Regions from separate parts of the Zea mays genome. Here region 1 is linked to region 2. A link is a contact called in public Hi-C data. All regions are on one chromosome and are shown on one strand. The core of a region is the stretch at or near the end of the contact, and the rest is flanking DNA. Distances in the headings are between cores, read along the strand shown.

Evidence for each region. Hi-C and Micro-C count contacts between places; a contact is called where the count stands out from the background.
Region 1: a contact with region 2 is called in a Hi-C map of ear, with 4 times the contacts expected there. The contact joins the enhancer-like site here to the promoter of LOC103647138 in region 2. A contact is called at or near these places in 2 of 25 Hi-C or Micro-C datasets (ear and tassel).

The regions. Positions count from the first base shown.
Region 1 is chr2:155,165,955-155,172,138 of Zm-B73-REFERENCE-NAM-5.0, forward strand. It overlaps the pseudogene LOC103647141. Among protein-coding and RNA genes, the nearest start is that of LOC100502500, 7.9 kb to the right of the region's middle. Within about 2 kb of position 3,582, at least 11 of the 20 cell types and tissues checked have an H3K27ac peak or open chromatin away from gene starts, as enhancers often do. A contact at or near this core is called in ear, where this site is marked.
Region 2 is chr2:155,086,766-155,093,063 of Zm-B73-REFERENCE-NAM-5.0, forward strand. It overlaps LOC103647138 (Protein kinase APK1B chloroplast), which reads left to right and starts at 4,481. Exons shown (of 2, transcript XM_008671702.3): 1 at 4,481-4,770; 2 at 4,890-5,407. The coding sequence starts at 4,548. The coding sequence ends at 5,209.

The DNA.
Region 1 (6,184 bases), core at 2,332-4,831, 78 kb after region 2:
CTTGTGGCTCCTCCCCTTGGTGAAGCATGAATCGACCGAGCTCCCCCTCGATCGTCTCCCTCTTGGTGATTTTGGTCACCTTGTCTCCTTCGTGCGCGGTCTTGAGCACGTCCCAAATCTCCTTGGCGCTCTTCAACCCTTGCACCTTGTTATACTCCTCTCGACTTAGAGAGGCGAGGAGTATAGTGGTGGCTTGGGAGTTGAAGTGCCGGATTTGGGCAACTTTGTCCGAGTCATAGTCCTCATCCCCCGGCGATGGTACCTGTACTCCAATCTCAACAACATCCCAAATACTAGTGTGGAGTGAGGTTAGATGGTGCCTCATTTTGTCACTCCACATATTATAATCTTCACCATCAAACATGGGTGGTTTGTCTAATGGGACGGAAAGTAAAGGAGTACGTTTGGAAATGCGAGGATAGCGTAGGGGAATCTTACTAAACTTCTTATGCTCATGGCGCTTAGAAGTGACGAACGGCGTGTCGGAGCTGGAGGTGGATGGCGATGAAGAGTCAGTCTCGTAGTAGACTACTTTCTTCATCTTCTTTTTCTTCTTGCCGCTCCGACGCGACTTGTCGTGTGAAGGGGATCCCTTCACCTTGTTGCCGGACTCCCCGGATGGAGCCTTCCCATGGCTTGTGGCGGGCTTCTCGCCGGTCACCATCTCCTTCTTGGCGTGATCTCCCGACATCACTTCGAGCGGTTAGGCTCTAATGAAGTACCGGGCTCCGATACCAATTGAAAGTCTCCTAGAGGGGGGATGAATAGGCAAATCTGAAATTTATAAACTTAAGCACACACTACAAGCCGGGGTTAGCGTTAGAAATAAAAGCGAGTCCGAAAGAGAGGGCGAAAACAAATCACAAGCGAATAAGGCGGATGACACGGTGATTTATTTTACCGAGGTTCGGTTCTTGCAAACCTACTCCCCGTTGAGGTGGTCATAAAGACCGGGTCTTTTTTAACCCTTTCCCTCTCTCAAACGGTCACTTAGACTAAGTGAGCCTTTCTCTTCAATCAAATGGGACACTAAGTCCGCTACAAGGACCACCACAGCTTGGTGTCTCTTGTTTTGATTACAAGTGAATTGAGCACAAGAATTAGAGGAAGAAGAAAAGCAATCCAAGCGCAAGAGCTCAAATGAACACAAAAGTCTCTCTCTCTAGTCACTAATTTGTTTGGAGTGATTCCGGACTTAGAAGAGGATTTGATCTCTTTTGTTTGTATCTTGTATTGAATGCTATAGCTCTTGTATGAGGTGTGAAGGCTGAAAACTTGGATGCAATGAATGGTGGGTGGTTGGGGGTATTTATAGCCCCAACCACCAAAGGAGCCGTTGGTGGAGGCTGCTGTCGCATGGCGCCGTGTTGCTGTATATAAGAGCGTTTGTTTGAGTATGGGTATTCGTCCTCAGAAGTTTGGTGTCGATATGGATGTGAGGTGGAATTCTACTTACATTATGCTTAGTAAGTGCTGCCTCATCGTAACACCTTCTCTGTTTTCATCAAAACTCAGTATCCTTTGGCTAATGATGGTACTCCTTTACTTACTAACAATCACTGGATTATTGCTGAAAAAATTGTTAACTTTTCCTAAGTTGTTTCATGAATCTATTGTTGCATTGTCTGGTGTTTATTACCCTACCTCTCTGTTAATGTTGCATCATATTTTTACAATTGCTAGACATTTAAATTCTTGTGAAAATGATGAGCTGATGAGAGATGTTGTTGTGCCAATGAAAACCAAGTTTCTTAAATACTGGAGGCAAATACCCATTCTATACTCATTTGCTTTCATTCTGGATCCTAGAGCTAAGATGAGGGGTTTCCATAAGCTTCTCTTCAGGTTATCTAGTCTGAATGGGACTAACTACTCTAATCTTCCACAAATGTTTGTATGAAATAGGTCTTCCAAACAGAATTTATAGGGACTAAAATTTAGTCAGTAAAGTTTAGAATGATGACTAAATGAACCAAATACCCTCTTAGTCCCTAAATTACCAAACATAATAACTAAAATATGTCTTCCAAACAGGATTCCTAGAGTCTAAAGTTTAGTTATTAAAGTTTAGGAAGGTGACTAAGTGGGTGTTTGGTTTGAAAATCAATCCATTATAAATGAGGTGGTGCATCGTGAGTCCATTCCATAAATTTAGTGGCATGAACCCATTGCTCATGTTATTACTGACTATTAGCTTATGAGGATTGAAATGATGATGTATCGATTTATTGAATTCCAAAAACTAAACTAAAAAGTTAGGAGGGAGAAGATGATGGATTATCTCGTTCCTCAAAGTAAACTCGATGTAAAGGAACCAAACACCCACTAACTATATGTTTGATTGCTACACGGTGGTAGTCTAGACCGTATATTATAAACCATGCTCCTTATACATAGACAAGATCTGTGCATAAGGTTTTATTTAGAAAAACAACTTTAAAAGTATTCTTGTTTTATGGTAGCGTCTGCACGCACGGAGATGTCTTTTAGCTGCGTACCCGTGGAGCCTGGCCGCGCCCCTCGTTTTCCGTTCATGCAGCCTGTAGGTGACGGAAACCCAATTATACAACCGAACAATCCGCAACGACGATGCATCTGTTGACGAGAGGCCAAAGCCTTATAAGAAGACAGACGAGTCCATCGATCGGTGAAGGCAAAACCCACAGCTCCAAAAATGCATCGACGGCAGCATCCCGTTGGTGGCACTCCTGACAGACTCTCCGAAATAGGAAAGGTAAGCGACTACATCCCTCCATTCAGTGTCGCTGACTTGAGATTGAGTTTCTAATACAGTTTCTACCAGAAAGCTTTTAAGCGGGGAGATTTAGCAGCATCGCCCTGCAAGAGGCACTGATCTCCGAATCCGTTAGGAACATAAGGTATTTATAGTGACAACTGTTTTTTTTACCCAATCTAAAAACACACAAAACCAATGCGTTTCTTCAGGTGGAAAACCAGGTGCGATGACATCTTGTGTATTTCTGCGCACAGCAAGTTCTCTGAAATCCGCGCTTCGGCAGAGGTCTCCGACCCGCTTCCAACCGTCGACCGCTTCCTGGGTGTCTACGAGGGTGCTCTCAAGTCTCAAGTGGAAGAGCATCGCTGCGGAGCCGGAGACCGTGGTGACCAATGGTGCAGCTGAACTGAAGAGGAGGAATCCTTGCAGAAGTCAGCTAAGCTTTGGGCGGGGGCTGCACTAGCCACCGACCTTGAACTGAAGTCCTCAAGCTGCTGGACAGTGGTGGCAGTGGCACTACTGGCTCCTTCTCTCGCACGTACGAGGAGCAGCACCAACAAGCCAAATGCGTCTTGGGTGGAACCAGCAAGGCTGACGAAGAGGCAGGAAGCGCATGGAGCTTCAGCAGCGTCTAATAAGGTGGAGGTGGTCTCGTCAAAGTGACACCGGGATGAGGAAGAGGAGAGGAGCATGGGTGTGAGACAGCTGAGCTTGCCAAGGCCCTGTGGCGCTAGATGCACACGTGGTTCCTGCCTTCCTGGCCTTCGTGAACTGTCTGCAACCTGGGCAAGGAAGGTGAAGGCGTGACGTGACTGATAGCGCGGGAGAGAGCTGAAGATGCATGAAGGAAAGACAGAAGGTCACTACAGCCCAGACGTAGTACCCGAGCGCGGCGGCCCAATGTCTGTGACTGTGAGATGGCTTTAGTGGCTTGTAATAGATATATAAATAGATTTTTACTTGCGAGAGGGGAGGATCGAACTGGAACCAGACACAAACCGTTTTGCCAGCGCGCGATCGCCGACTGGTTGGCTGCAATAGAAATCGGTCTGACGAGCGTAATCCTTGAGTCCACCGTGTCGCGTGAGTACGGTGGACGAGGCGCTAAACGTGGATATAGATGGCCAATAAGCATTAGGCTTACGAGCCCGGTACGAAGCCTGCTATTTGAGTTCGGTCTGAGCCTGGCATGCTCGGTTCTATACGGGTCCGGATCGGGCTTGAACAGAAAACTAGTCACGGTGGGCTAGTCTGGCACGGCTCCTTTACCTTTAAGTCTGTTAAGCCCGCTTTTTTACACTAAAAGCGTGTTTTTCGTCCCGCTTAACCCGTTTTTCGGCCACTTTTTCGTGTTAAACGGATCGATCCGGCCCGTTTAAGCCCGGTGTGGACCGGACTCGAACAAGAAATCGAGCCTGTAGACTTAGACGGTTTGATCCGGTTTTCTAACAATGCCTGGCGGGCTAGATCTAAAATAGGCCGGGCTTCACCGGGCCGGATCGGGCGACCCGTTTAGCTATCTCTAGACGTGGGGTTCCACCTGTTCCAATGCCGGAACGTCGCCGGATACAGGGGAAAGCGCGACGGCAGCAGCGGCGGCCACGTAACGACGACGGTCCTGTCGCAGTTCAAGAAGATCAGCGACTGGCTGGACCGGGCAGGAAAGGCCGCAGAGGAGTCCGTCTCGGTTTCTTCCAGGAGTTGAGGCTTCATGTAATCATGTGCTCGCAGTCCCTTTTCGCCTTTGGTTCTTCGGATTGTTGGTTACGCGGCACTGCGGCAGCCATGTAGTAGCAGCCTGTTGTTCGATCTGGTTTAGGATTAAGGGCATGTTTGGTTCACTGCCTAACTTGTCACACTGTTTGACACCAAAATGAGCCGGTGGACTGTCCGGCCCTGAGGCCGGACGGTTCGCGGTCCGGACGGTCCACGCGTGCGCAGAGCAGATTAGGGTTCCGAGTTTTGTGCTACGGTTGTTAGCTAAAATCGTGGGATAAGCTCGGGAATTAGTTTGTAAAGGGTCCAGCCCTCCTCCTCTATAAATAGAGAGGTATACGACCGATTTGTAATCAACAATCGAATCAATACAACTTCTATTTCATATTTTATCTTAGGAGTAGTTCTAGTTTAGCCCTAGTTTAGCCTTTCAATCCCCAAATTCTCCGCCTCTCCTCGACTCTACGTCGATTAGAGGAGTCTAGGTTGGTCGGCCTGAGCCTAGACAACTCCTAGGATCTCTCCTCCCCGACGGGGTCCCTCCCGGGAGCGAGATCCAGGCGCCGCCGGCGATCATCTGCCGCCCCTGCGCACGCGTGGACCGTCCGGCCCTAGGGCGCGGATCGTCCGGCCGTCAGGCAGGGAACCCGAGCTCCTGCACCAGGTCACGGACCGTCCGGCCCAGTGCCGCGGACCGTCCGCGCCTGACCAGAGAGCACCGCCGCCTCACGCCAGGTCGCGGACCGTCCGGCCCTGTGTCGCGGACCGTCCGCGCCTGACCAGAGAGCACCGCCGCTGGTTCTCTTGAGTAATTGGCGCCTCCAAAAGGGCGTCAACATACTTTTTGGCGACTCCGCTGGGGACAACACATATAGACCTATCAAATCGGCCCTCAATGGCCGATTCAAGAGATAGCTCTGAGGTTTCCACCAGCAATATCATCACACCGACATAGGAAGCCTTGCCGGCTGAAGAACAGCTCCTGTTCGAGGAGCGCCAGGAGCAGCTGATCCAAGAAGCAAAGGCGAAGTTCCTGGCTGACTTCAAAGTGGACAGGAACAACAAAGTCGTTCGGCAACGGGCGACAGATCTGGCTTCGCTCCGACCTACTACGATTACCCCAAATGTAAGTAGCACCAACGAACTCCAATCTCTTAAAGCTTACATAGACGAACAGCGAGAACAGATGCAAAATATCATAGGGGTTATGCAAAACGATTGTAGGAGACTAGTGCGTGCATTTGATAAATCTAGTATAGCAAATTTTCCTTCACATGAGGTTGAATTAGGAGATAATACACGTAATACATCGGTTAAAGGTTGTCACGACCAGTCACAACCCCCTTATGGGATGCCGATGGACACGTACCCTGAGCAAACGCAAATCGGCAGTAAACCAGCCGATCTACACATGTCCGCACCGTCCGCTCGCGAGCGCGGACCGTCCGGGTCAGCCACAGTCGGGCCCATTTTTAATGAGTTACCTAGACACGCACCCGAGCCACCACATAGGGCACCGAATTTAAACTATCCAGTCGGACGGTTCGCATACAACGACGGACGGTCCGCATATAATCACGGACGGTCCGGGTACGTATCCGGACAGTCCGCGCATGAGTCTTTTGAGGGGGATTATTACCTGAATCCTCGCCCGTCCCAGCAACACTTCCCATCACATTATGCAATGCACCAGCCCATTAATTCAGGATCCAGAGCCCAGGAAAGCTTTCC
Region 2 (6,298 bases), core at 3,231-5,730:
AGAGCCTGTGCGTTGCAAGACAAGTCAGGATGGGACAAAAGATTAACTTATGCAGAATTCTCCTACAACAATAGTTACCAGGCCAGCTTGAAGATGTCACCGTTTCAGGCACTCTATGGACGGAGTTGTAGGACTCCGCTGCATTGGGACCAGCCTGGAGAGAGACAGGTGTTTGGCCCCGACATCTTGCTTGAAGCCGAAGAGAATATCAAAATGGTTCGGGAGAACCTGAAGATAGCACAGTCAAGACAGCGAAGCTATGCGGACCGAAGGAGAAGAGAACTGAGTTTTGAAGTGGGAGACTACGTCTATCTGAAGGTGTCACCTATCAGGGGAGTCAGAAGGTTCGGAGTTAAAGGCAAGTTAGCACCCCGGTACGTCGGACCATATCAGATTCAAACAAAGCGTGGAGAAGTGGCTTACCAACTCAACCTACCAGAAAGTTTGTCGGCAGTGCACAACGTGTTCCACGTGTCGCAATTGAAGAAATGTCTGCGAGTACCAGAAGAGCAGTTGCCAGTGGAGGGTTTGGAAGTTCAGGAAGATCTGACCTACATAGAGAAGCCAACGCAGATTTTGGAGTTTGCAGACAGGGTCACCCGGAGAAACACCATCAGAATGTGCAAAGTCAGATGGGGTCACCACTCTGAGGAAGAAGCAATCTGGGAACGAGAAGATGATCTAAAAGCCAAATACCCTGAACTCTTTGCTGACCAACCCTGAATCTCGGGGGCGAGATTCTTTTAAGGGGGATAGGTTTGTAACACCCTGAATTTGGGGGTATAAAATTTCTTTGCTCATATTCACAAATTCAGGTGTTACTTCCTTTTTTTTCATCCTTTCCCAATCTTCTCTTTCTCATTTCTATAGGAGAAAAGTGGTTATTTTATTTGTAATTATAGTCTATTAGCTCAAACCCTAAGGGAATATGAATTGTCGCATCATGTTGAACCCTAGATTTCACTTTTGTTTGGTGCATAATTCTCAAAAGTCTAAATTGAATTTGGGGCTCATTTGAATTTGAATCAAATAGAATAAATAAAAGAAAAGGAGAAATCAATTCCAAAATAAAAGAAAAAGGCAAAGCAGCCCACTTCCCCGCCCCCCCCTCGGCCTTTCGGCCCAGTCGGCCCACCTCGCGCGTGCGCCTCTCCCCCCTCCTCTCTCTGCGCAGCGGGCCCGGCCTGTCGGCGCGGCCGCCTTCCGCGCACCCGCCTCCCTCTCTCTCTGCCCGTGGGCCCGGCCCGTCAGCCCCGCTTCCCTCGCGCCCGCACCCGCTTTCTTCTCTCTCTCTGCGCCGCGGGCCCGGCTTGTCAGCTTCTCCGTCTTCGCGTAACCGCCGCCGTGCGTGCCGCGGTCTCCGCGCCCACGTCGCGCGTGGGGCTCGCCCCACCTCGCCCTCGGCCACTTGAGCCCCGAGCCTTGCTCGCCATCTCCCCCTCCCTCATTTGCGCACCAACCGCCCCCCCCCCTTCCACCTCTCCCTCGCTGTGCGCACGCCAGAGCGCCGCCGCCGTAAACCCCGCCGTTCCGAGCTCGGTTCCCAGCCGCCGTTGGAGCTCCGCCGTGTCCCTTGCCACGGTGAGCTTCGCCCCGACGTCCGCAACCCGGAACGCGCATCAATTTCCCCTTCCACTCCCTATTTCTCTCTGCCCGCGCTCACCCGTCGTCCGCCGTGCAGCCGCCACCGTCGACCCGGGCCACCGTCGCGTCTCCGTCGCCGCCGAGGAGTCCCCGGAGCCCGCCTTGAGGTAAAGAACCTCTCCCGCCCCTATTGGCCTTTATTTTGCTCTCTGCTGTGTTTGATTGCTCGTCAGAGTTGCTTACCGCCGCCGCCGAGCCACTCTGCCGTGAGCCACCCCCCTCCGGTGCCCCTGCCCCGACCCAGACCCCACCAATGGATTCCCCGTGCCCTCCCTAACCTCCCCGGCCACTCGGATCGCCCCAAGGACCCGCAGGGCCCCCGCGCCCCTCGTCTCCGGCGAGCTCCTCCGCCGCGGGGACGAGCGCCGCCGCCCCAGCTAGCCGAAGGAGACGGGAGCCAGCCACCCCATCCCCGCCGTCTATATTAGATCGGACGGCACGGATTCAAATAACCCGAACCCAACCTCACCCGTCAGCCCAAGATCCAACGGCCCAGAGCCGTTTCCCCCGCGCCCCGCCTCCCTGCCAACTGGGCCCCGCCTGCCAGTCGCCCGCGCCCGCGCTGCCCGCCCGGCCCCGCCTGTCAGCCTCGCGCCCGCGCTGCCCGCCCGGCCCCGCCTGTCAGCCGCTCACGCCGCCGCGCGCCCGCGCGCCCGCCGCGGGATCTAATCCTGGCCGTCGATCTGAGATCCAACGGCTGTAGGCGCCCGATACCCCTTCGCCCGCGCATTTTCTTAAAGAACCCCCCTGTTTTCTGGAAATTGCGCCCGCCGTCCCTGGTTTCTCGCAGTTAGGTCCTCGGACCTTTTATTTAATTCAAAATAGGTCCTTAGGGTATAATTTTAACCCCTAAACTTGTAAAATTCATAACTTTGTCATATGAACTCCAAATTAGGTGCTTCAAATTGCAAAATGTTCATAATATTATCATCTATCTGTTTATGCAATGTTTCCCTGCTGTTTCCATGTCCCAATTAATGGTTAATCATTAGGATAAAGTTAATGTTATGGGAACCCTATTTGAGATAAATAAAAGATAGTAGACTTTAATAAAAGTTGGAGCACTTAAGTTTATGGACTTAAACACCTAAATTTAGGAACTTAGAACCAGGTAGTGATTTAATCCCACCACCGACTTAAACTTGATTAGTGGATGATGAATCACTTTGTATAGTCCTCTACCCCAGACCTAGGGAACACTAGAGTGCCTATTCCTTTTCTGTTATGAACATGTGACCTCTCTCTGCTGCATATGTTTGGTATATTGTTTTGTTTGTTATTTTCCCAAGTGCATAGAGTGAATGATTGCTTTACGTAGACAACGAGCAGTCTGTGTTTCCCGAGGCAGTTGCAGAGGAAGTCCCTGATCAGCAGTTTGGTGAAGGCAAGTGTCCTCTGTCCCATTATATCCTATTCATTTATAACTTACTACCCCGCACTACTTACTTGAAACCTAAGGATTGACTAGCTTTACATTTTACTTTATCCTTGATGACCTTATGGGCTACTATGGTTAGCACTTTGCTATTGCTTTAACATAATCAATGAACATGATGTGACTATTTATGATACTGTTATCCTGATGATGTTGATGATCTTGTGATACTCTAGGGGGCTCAGGCTGTTTCCTGAGTACCTCTCCGTAAGGACTGGTTCGTTAAGAGACCACCCGGGATGACAGTGCAACCATGAGGGTGAAATGGGATGCCCTTAGCTGATTAATTAGATGAACTAGAGGTGTAGTTGCTTAGCCGTCGTGCCGTCAATGGGGTCCAGGCACAGTGCTTGCTCTGCCGAGGCGGAGTGCCGAGGTTCTTTCGTTTTGCTCTTTGTTAGTCACTCTCCTGCGGGGAGGGGTACTGTGTTTATCAAACTGGAGAAACCTAACGGGCAGCTAAGATCTCTAGGGAATCTTTGTAAAAGCTACGTAGTGATGCCCTGCCGGACCACCTAGGTAGTGGTCAATGGGGATTAGCTCTCCCCGGGTAGAAAGGGAATCATGACTCATGGGTAAAGTGTGCAACCTCTGCAGAGGGTAGTGAAACTGGTATATCAGTCGTGCTCACGGTTAAGAGCAGCCTTGGGATCCTCTTTGATTAGAGATACAGATGGTTCGAAAGACAAGGATTATGTTATGGTTTTGGTTCGACTATGATGATGTTGTTCCTCGATGAGGAAATGGTTTACGGGTTGGTTAATGCTAAAATCTGGCTTCTACTAATGATAAATACTTGACCAACTAAAAGCAACTGCTTGAGCCTAACCCCACATAAAGCTAGTCCACCTCAGCCAAACGGGACATTTGCTGAGTACGTTGATGTGTACTCATCCTTGCTTTACCACAAAACACCAGGTTCTCCGCATTGTAACCACTGCTCCGGAGAAGGCGAAGCCGTGGAAGGAGACTTCCAGGAGTTTCAAGACTACGACGAATTCTAGGTGTGGGTTGGCGGCAACCCCCAGTCAGCTGCCTGTGAAGGCCTTATCTTTACTGCGTTTCGCTAGCACTTTGATTTACTTGTTAAGACAATGACTATGTGGATGTCTATGACTCTGTGATGTAATAAGTTAACACTCTTTTATGTTATTATTCGAGCATTGTGCGATGATGTTCATTTATGTAATCGCTGTGTACGTGAGTTCTGATCCTGGCACGTACATAGTTCGCATTCGGTTTGCCTTCCAAAACCGGGTGTGACAGACAGTGGTGTTAGTTGACCCAAGAGGAAGGGTATCGATTCTTCTTCTTCTTCTTAGAGGCGGGCCCAGACGGTATTCATGGGTATTCATTGAATATCCAAAATTTTTATGATCTATAATAATTTATCAATAATTTATTACACAAAATAGCGTTAGAGCACTAATTTTATTAATCTTTTGAATTTTTGAATATCCAATATCAAATGTCTGGGCCGCTTCTGCTTCTTCTTCCCTTATTCTTAAATATTAGTCGTCGTCGGCGTCGTCGTCTTCCCTCTCCAGACCCTTCCACTAGTATATATAATATCAGCCGGCCACCACCAAAGCAGACTCCTTATTCAGCCCCCATGACGATGGTCTCCCTCGCCGGCTTCACCGCTCTATCTGCCGGCCTCCTGCTCATCTCCTCGTTCCTGCGAGCTCAAGGTATATATGCATGCGTGCTTTTATTTGATCCAGTTGTAAACTATATGCATATGTCAGTTGTAAATGAAATTCCTTGAGGACCTACTGACGAGCAAATAAATCAACAAACAAACAAGCAGGAGCCAGCGGCGGCGAGTCGTACGTGCCGGTGCGGAGGGTGGTGTACCGGTCCATGTCGCCGGCGGCGGGGGCGGCGATGACCACGGCAGAGGCGGCGGCGGCGGCGCCACCGTACCAGCCGTTCGAGGTGTGCGAGGGGTGCCGGTGCTGCGCGTCGTCGTCGTCCAATAATGGCAGCAGCAGCAGCTGTGTGGACACGAGCTGCTGCTACGCCATCGACTGCGACCTCCCCGGCAAGCCCTTCGGCACCTGCGCCTTCACCCCGCAGACCTGCGGCTGCGGCGCCGCCAGCAACAACTGCAGCCAGCCGGCACCCTGACCACGACCGGTGGTTTCGATCAATTCAGAGTCGGCGGCTACCTGTTGGGTTTGGATGGGTTTGGCTTTGACTCTTGCTACACAGCAGCACTAGTATGCTATTGTCCTGTCAGGGTGGCCGGCCTAACTTGTCGCCGTGTTATATACATGCAAACACACGTACAATAGAGTACATGCATCCGGTTCCCTTTTTTATTTAGTCCTTTGTTGGTTTACGTCGGATTGCACCCGAAATCATTCTAGCTAATTAAAGTTTATATAAATTAGAGAAGCAATTTAGCTAGAAATCGTTTCGACCCACCAATCCGGTACAAACGAACAAGACCTTAGGACTTATTCGTTTTGTCGGATTGCACCCGTAATCGTTTCAGCTAATCAAAATTTATATAAATTAGAGAAGCAATTCGATTAGGAATCGTTCCAACTCACCAATCCAGCACAAGCTAACAAGGCCTTAAAAAAAACTGTTGTCAACTGACGCCATACGTTAATTTGGTTCAAGTTTCAATCGGGTTCCAAGCTTGGAGCCTGGTCCCTCTGTTGAGCTACAGGCCTACTACAGCGCTGGCAGTGGGGAAAAGCGGAACACGGCCCAACAGCCCATGACTGGACATCCGTTGCTAGGAGGAACGGACACGGCCCACGCCAGCACGAACATCTCAGATCTTGGGCTGTCCATCTCAAAATCTGTGAGTTCTTTTTTTGTGTGTGTGTGTGTGGATTCGAACATGAGCTTGTGCGACAGACCAGCAGCCAGCGAAATCCATGGCACACGTCGTCTTCGTGACTCCGTCGGTTACGCGGCACGGCATGTCGCTCGCGTGGTGTCACAAAACTTCTATGCTCGTTCAGTTAGGATAACAACATGATAATACTTGAGTAGAAGATCATGCATCGTTATTATTACACGTGTGTCGATCTAGTGAAAATAGTCGAACCTTATCTGTCCTCGTCAAATTTGTTGTTAATCAATACCACAACAACACCAATATGTACATGTGCGGGGACAAACCACCGACTGATCTATAGATATATTTCCTACTTAGGTACAAGGAAATTAATAATAATAGAATTTCTATCGATCTTATAT